2 separate regions of the Zea mays genome follow, and region 1 is linked to region 2. The links are chromatin contacts, called in public Hi-C maps. All regions are on one chromosome and are shown on one strand. Each heading gives the region's core, a stretch centred on a gene start, on an enhancer-like site or on the middle of the called end of the contact. The rest is flanking DNA. Distances are from core to core; before and after follow the strand shown. Region 1 holds the start of LOC100284772 (22.0 kDa class IV heat shock protein). Region 2 holds the start of LOC103646394.

Region 1 (3,422 bases), core at 715-3,214, 200 kb before region 2:
TTCTTACTCCTCACTTTTTTATTTGGTTTGTGGAATAAAATGGGTTGATCCATCACCACCTCATTCCTTATAAGCTAATAATTAGTATATACATGAGGAGTGAGTTGATTCCACCAAAATTGATGGAATGAACTTATGATGCATCATCTCATGAAGTATAGATTGACTCCACAAACCAAACACACCAAAAATTTCCGAGCCGGTGGTCCTAGGAGTCTTTTATTGCTTAGAAACTTCACTCTTTGGCATGCTCGAAAATTTCTATAGTAATCATTACTCTATCCAAAAATTTCTTACCTTAAGCTTTTATTTATTAGGTGTCAAGGTAAGAAAAGAGTTTGGGACAAAATTTTGGCTTTTGAACCCTGTATAGAAGAATCAATGATCAATAATTAATCCGCGAGATTGAAAAAAAATACAAATATATATAATACAAGGACTAGTACACAATATACACTATGGTTATAGTCATTTAACGAAGACACATTCAGAGTGTCGCCGCGTCGTATTAACAGTTCGCGATGATTTGTTTTCTTTAAGACTGTGGTAGACTTTTCGTTTCTTAGATTTCTAACAAATTGTAGTTAACAAATAGCTAACAAATAAACTACCGAATGACTAAATTAAAATCAATTACTAAAAATATATACCATATAGGGCTCCATAGTTTTGGGCACCCAGGTGGCCGTCCACCCTACCCGCTCAGGGCTAGAGATGTCCAAACGGGTGGACCGTGCCGGCCCGGCACGGGCCCACCTTCGGCCCGGCACGTTTCGGCCCATTAGGTTGACGGGCCGTGCCGGGTTGGGCCACCGTGCCACATCCCAGGCCCAAGCACGGCCCGCATATAGCCGTGCCGTGCCGGGCCGGCCCGCAGCCCGCAGCCCGCTAAGGCCCGTCGTGCTTTGACCGGGTGGGAAGAAAAATAAGTAAAAAAAGATTAAAAATAAGCTTTTCTAGGATTTGAACCTTGGTTGGAGGGTTTAAAATGTTTAGCTACACCACTCTAGTCAATTAAACCAAACTTATTTTGTGTTTAAACTATTAAAGTTGCATCTAATATACAAATAAATGCACTGGAAAATAAAATAAAAAACCGGGCTGTGCTCGGGCCGGCACGGCGTGCCACGGCAGCGGCCCAAGCCCGGCCCGACTAACGGGCCGTGCCGGCCCGGACCCGTCAACCACCGGGCCGTGCCGTGTTCGTGACGGGCCAAAACCGTGTCGTGCCACGGGCCGCCCGACGGGCACGGCCCATTTGGACATCTCTACTCAGGACCGGCCCTGATCAACTGTCTTACTAAAAATCTATACCATATAGGGCTCCATAGTTTTAGGCACCCAGGTGGCCGTCCATCCTGCCCGCTCAGGACCGGCCCTGATCAACTGTTTTACTTAAAAATCTATACCATATAGGGCTCCATAGTTTCGGGCACCCAGTGGCCGTCCACCCTGCCCGCTCAGGGCCGGCCCTGATCAACTGTCATGGTGTGCGGGCGAGAATGGAGAAAGACCGAGAAATGTGGAGCGGAGATAACAGCGGAGACCGGAGAAATTAGCTATAGCTATCTACAGAGAAGCAGTTTTACGGTTTTGTTCAGATTTGCGGTACGTGTCGCAGTCTGAAGCAGAACGTTGTGCGTATTTGATAGCCTTTTTCCCTGTCGTAGCGCACGAGGCCCATGGGAAAGTGAGGTATGATCTATGAGCGCTGAGCCCACAAGAAACGGTGACTCGGCCCAGCCCAAAAAAACACACCGACTAAGATGCTTCGGGAGATCTCTCCCGCCATCAGGTCGTTAAGCCGTGCGGCAAGCCTCGGCAAAAGCCTGGAATCCTCTCGAGCTCATCGAACCTTCTGGCTCGCCGCCAGCGCGCTCCATTCTCCAACTCCCTCACCAACACCTATAAATGTAGTCGCCTCTGCGCCATCACCATCGCGAAGACACACTGGGTAGGAAGAGCGCAGAAAAAGGAAGCAGCAGCTTTGATCGGGTGGAGTTTCTTGCTCACTGATCGTCGAGTTCCTGTTCGATCGAAGTTCCAGGTGCGCACGTACGCACTGAAGCCTTTGGGGTCCGTGACGATGTCGAGGAGAGCCGCAGCGTTGTTGCTCGCGTGCCTCGTCGCCGTGACAGCGGCGGCGCTGGCGGACGGCGCGCTGCTCCCGTGGTTCGGCGGCGGCCGGCGCGGGCTCGACGAGGCAGCGGTGTCCGACGTGGGCCTCCTGGCGGCCGACCCGTTCCGGATCCTGGAGCACGTCCCGTTCGGCTTCGACCGGGACGACGTGGCCATGGTCTCCATGGCGCGCGTGGACTGGCGCGAGACCCCCGACGCGCACGAGATCGTGGTCGACGTGCCCGGGATGCGCAGGGAGGACCTCAGGATCGAGGTCGAGGACAACAGGGTGCTGCGCGTCAGCGGCGAGCGGCGGCGCGCGGAGGAGCGCAAGGGCGACCACTGGCACCGCGAGGAGCGCTCCTACGGCAGGTTCTGGCGCCGGTTCCGCCTCCCCGAGAACGCCGACCTCGACTCCGTCGCCGCCAGCCTCGACAGCGGCGTCCTCACCGTGCGATTCAGGAAGCTGGCGCCCGAGCAGATCAAGGGCCCGCGCGTCGTCGGGATCGCCGGAGGAGACGGTGGCGCCGAGGCGAAGGAGAGCATCGGAACTGGCGCCGGAGATGGTCATCAGACCAAGAAGGTGGAGCTCTGAACAGTGAGGTGGGAATTGGGATGACTCAATGACGGAGATGGCTCTGCGCGTGTGCGTAGTTTTACTAGTTTATGTGTTCGCGTTTTTCTTTTTTGTGACAGCGTATATGCACTTGTATGGAGTGGAAGTGTGCCATGTTTTACTGAGGAATAAAAACCTACAGTACTAGTGTACTACGATCTTCCTTCCGCTGAAAAACACAGTTGCTGATGATCTTGCGACTTGCGAGACTGTTTTTTTTACTAATTGGTAACTGCATTCTAAAATCTGAAAGTAATTTGGGGAATTTTATACGACTGTGCTTTGTGTGGGCGCGTCCACAACGTCTGAGATGGGCGACATTGGCGGAGCTAGGGGCGTGTTTGGTGTGGCGCCTAAGCCGCCACACCGCGCCACACTTTTCAGCCACAAGTGTGGCGCCCAATTTGGCCGCCACACTTGTGGCTCAAAAGTGTGGCGCGGTGTGGCGGCTTAGGCGCCACACCAAACACGCCCTAGATCCGCTATAACTAAGGACAAACTCGTGCTCAAAAGCATGAGTTCCTTCTCAGATTTCCTTATCCTGAACTGTCCCTCCCACCAACGCCACCAGAATTGCCAGTTTTCCCTCCTGCGGGGGACAGCTGAGGCGGCAGCACCGGCGTCTCGGGCTGAAATTGGCAAGTGTGGTGAGAGCGTTTGATCACTCATTGTTCTCATTGTCGCCTTA
Region 2 (3,148 bases), core at 93-2,592:
AAGCTAGCCAACTAGCCATGTTGCTCTGTTTGTTGCACACTTGCGCACGCACGGTAGGTTGGGCGCCTCCGTTGATTAAATGCTCGGTGGCGGGGGGCGTGGCAGCGCGCGCACATGGCGGTGTGGTGTGTGCTGAGGGTGAGCCCGTGAGGCCGGCAACGCCAGGACGCCTGCGCTTTAATCCTTATCCGCCGGCGGTCATTGAAGACGGCGGCGTGCATGCGGGCGGGTGGGTCTCGACACCCCATCCATCGGCTCCCAACCGTCTCGGGTCGCCGGTACCGGTACGTCTCCGCATTATCGTCCGAGCTCGTCTACCGTGCGTGCGGACGCCATGCATGGCCACGGACGGGATCCGAAGGCAGAAATCAGGCGTTATTATATGGCGGCCAACCAAACTGGTGTGGTGGTGGGAAAGCTCGGGCCTGTGCCTCGCGTTTCATCTTGTTTCCAGCATTCAACTGGACTCTTCACGTACGTGGTCATCTGGAGATCTCATGGTTGGGACGACGACACCGGCAGCTCGTTTTTTAGACGGTCATATTTGATAGCAATGTTTCATTAGTTATCAGTAGCAGCAGACACAAGTACAATAAGATTTAAGTACGGTCACTGGAGTGTGCAATATGCCATTGCGCACTGGGCACCACAGCGAGAGCGCCCCCTGTCCTACATGATTCGCTGCTACATGCCGAGATCGACACGAGCGAAGCAAGTCTCTTCACTTCAGGCGTCACGGCGTCACGCGTAGGCGGCGTAGCAGCGGTAACCAACTCTGCCTGTCGTCGATCGCGGCAAGCTAGCTAGGCCTGCGCTGCCGCGCGCTTCATCCGCGCGACGGGGACGAAGGGCGCGGCGAAGCAGGGCTCGACGCCGGTCCACGGCGGGTGCGCCGCGCTGGGCGGCGCCCCCGGGTGCGGGTGACCGTGGTGGCCAGACAGCGCCGCCACGCAGAGCTCGGCGAGGCGCCACGCCGCGCGCCGCAGCCACTGCCGGAGCCGGAGCCCGCGGCCGCGGCCGCGCGCGCCAGGGCCGCCGAGCCGGACCACGTGCACCTTGCGGCGGCCGTGGCGAGGCAGGCGGAAGGAGTGCGCGGCGGCGCGGCGTGGCCCCACGATGGCGCACGGAGGCGGAGCTTCCCCCATTCTTCGCGCCTTTGCTCGTTCTCGCTGCTCGCTCCGCGGCGCCTCCTCTCTCTCTCTCTCTCTCGCGCGGGGGGGGGGGGGGGGGGGGGGGGGGGGGGGCTCGTGGCCTCTGCTCTGCTGTTTCCTTTCCTTCTCCCTCTGTTGCGTTGCGTTCCCGTGCTCCGATCCTGTGCCGTGACTGTATATAAAGGGGGAGGGAGGGGACACCCACGCCGACACTAGAGTGCACACGTATTCTTAAACTATATATAAAACTAATATATGGATTAATAAATCAATGAAATGAAAACGCGGGAAACCACACCCACAAAAAAACTGAAGAGAGACGGACAATGCACTCAATTCGTTAGGACGAAACAAGCTGGCTGGAAAATGCTGATGCAGCGCAGCAGACACACTTTTTACTTTTTTTTAGTTAGTTTTATTGATAATGACTAGGACCAGCATCATTCCTGGAACAAATGGAGAGGGTCAGAGGGTTCATACATACTGCCGGTGACACGAAACCGAGGTGCCAGGACGAATCGTTGACGCGTCTTGAGACTTGCAGTGCATACATACTGCACCTCTGAAACGCACGGTGCATCTACTGCTACGCTAGCATGGCGCCCTAACAGGGCAGTTCAAACACGTTTGTCAGGGTTGGTGACGAGAGAAGGGAAAGGAGAAAGAAGGTGGGAGAAAGAAAGAAAAAAAAGGCCTGCACAAATTAAATGGAAAAAAAGGGAATCCCCATGTGTTCGTGTACGGTGCCAGTCAGCTTTTCTTCTCTTTCTGGTTTTCTTTGATTTGTACACAGGTGGTACTACAGCCACATCTCCCAGTGATCCATTTTTCTCTTTCCGGTTTTCTTTAATCTCTACAAGTGTACAACCACATCCCAGTGCTCCATTTTGTTTCATATATGTACAGACCTACTCGGGAAATGGAAACCCCTTTAATTTAGTTGTTTCATATAACTACGGCCGGTAGGTCACTTGATAGGAACAACAACAAAAAAAAAGAATATATGGAGTGGTAGCATCGTGTTTTCTATGTGCGCGTGCGTAAATGCAGTCGTCGTATCAGCATGCGTCGTATCAGCATGCACACACACGTACATATGGTAATGGGAGTCAGTGCACTGATCCCCATTAGCTTAGCAAATTAAGCTCTGCGGCGAGAGGTGGGCTGCCGTGTTGTCTTTGGTACGCTGGCGGCTGGCCGGCCGTATACGCATACGCGTCCGTATCCAGGCGGGTCGATGCCAAGGGAGTAGAAACCGGCAAACAGAGAGACAGAACCCCACCGAAGGCAGGCGGGCGGCGGTGGCGGTGGCCGTGGGGTGCCGCCGTCGACGCGTCACGCGGCTGTTGCTTTCTTTGGGCCATGATCCGAGCGATGGCCGCTCAGGACTCAGGAGTCACTACTGATGACACTAGTAAGAATCTAGGGATAGCGGCAATGACAGCACTAGCAGCGAGTGACATTTGCATCAGATCGTGCTGCCGGCCGGCATCCAGCCAATGATCTACGTACGTATATACTAATGTAGTCATCCGCCAGTGCCTGGTCTTGCTCGGCCCAACTAGAATGCATGGGCTGGGTTGGTCCTTTCTTGTCTTGGCTGTGCTGCACTGCACTGCACTGCTACGGAAGGAAGACGCAGCGGGCGGGCCACGCCGCCCAGGCATAGGCACAAGCGCGTGACGAGCTGGTGGCGCCTGGCGGTGGCAGCTTGCGGAGGTCAGAACTGAGAAGGGAACCGAGCGGCAGATCCGGTCGGGTCGGTGCCAGCTGGCACCTGCAAATGGCCATGGCGAACAGGCCCGGCCCACCAGCGAATCAAAACGGCCATGGATTTCTGAGTCATGTGCGGGGGCGAACGGAACGGCGGACGGACAGGGGAAGCGGTGGCGTTTGCGGATTTTCCTTCCTTCGGTCATCCTTGTTCCTAGAAATCATATTTAAAGATTTATTTTAGTCAACTTGTTTGGTATTTTAAAGACTAAAAATAACTAAAA

What was found. A called contact is a pair of places that touch in the nucleus more often than the background predicts.
Region 1: a Hi-C map of leaf shows a contact between it and region 2, with 3 times the contacts expected there. The contact joins the promoter of LOC100284772 here to the promoter of LOC103646394 in region 2. A contact is called at or near these places in 10 of 25 Hi-C or Micro-C datasets (bundle sheath, ear, endosperm and 4 more) and 1 of 3 datasets of contacts at active chromatin or transcription factors (leaf).

The regions. Positions count from the first base shown.
Region 1 is chr2:47,777,687-47,781,108 of Zm-B73-REFERENCE-NAM-5.0, reverse strand. LOC100284772 (22.0 kDa class IV heat shock protein) reads left to right here and starts at 1,964. Exons shown (of 1, transcript NM_001157667.2): 1 at 1,964-2,888. The coding sequence starts at 2,087. The coding sequence ends at 2,713.
Region 2 is chr2:47,581,495-47,584,642 of Zm-B73-REFERENCE-NAM-5.0, reverse strand. It overlaps LOC103646394, which reads right to left and starts at 1,342. Exons shown (of 1, transcript XM_020549284.3): 1 at 527-1,342. The coding sequence starts at 1,145. The coding sequence ends at 804.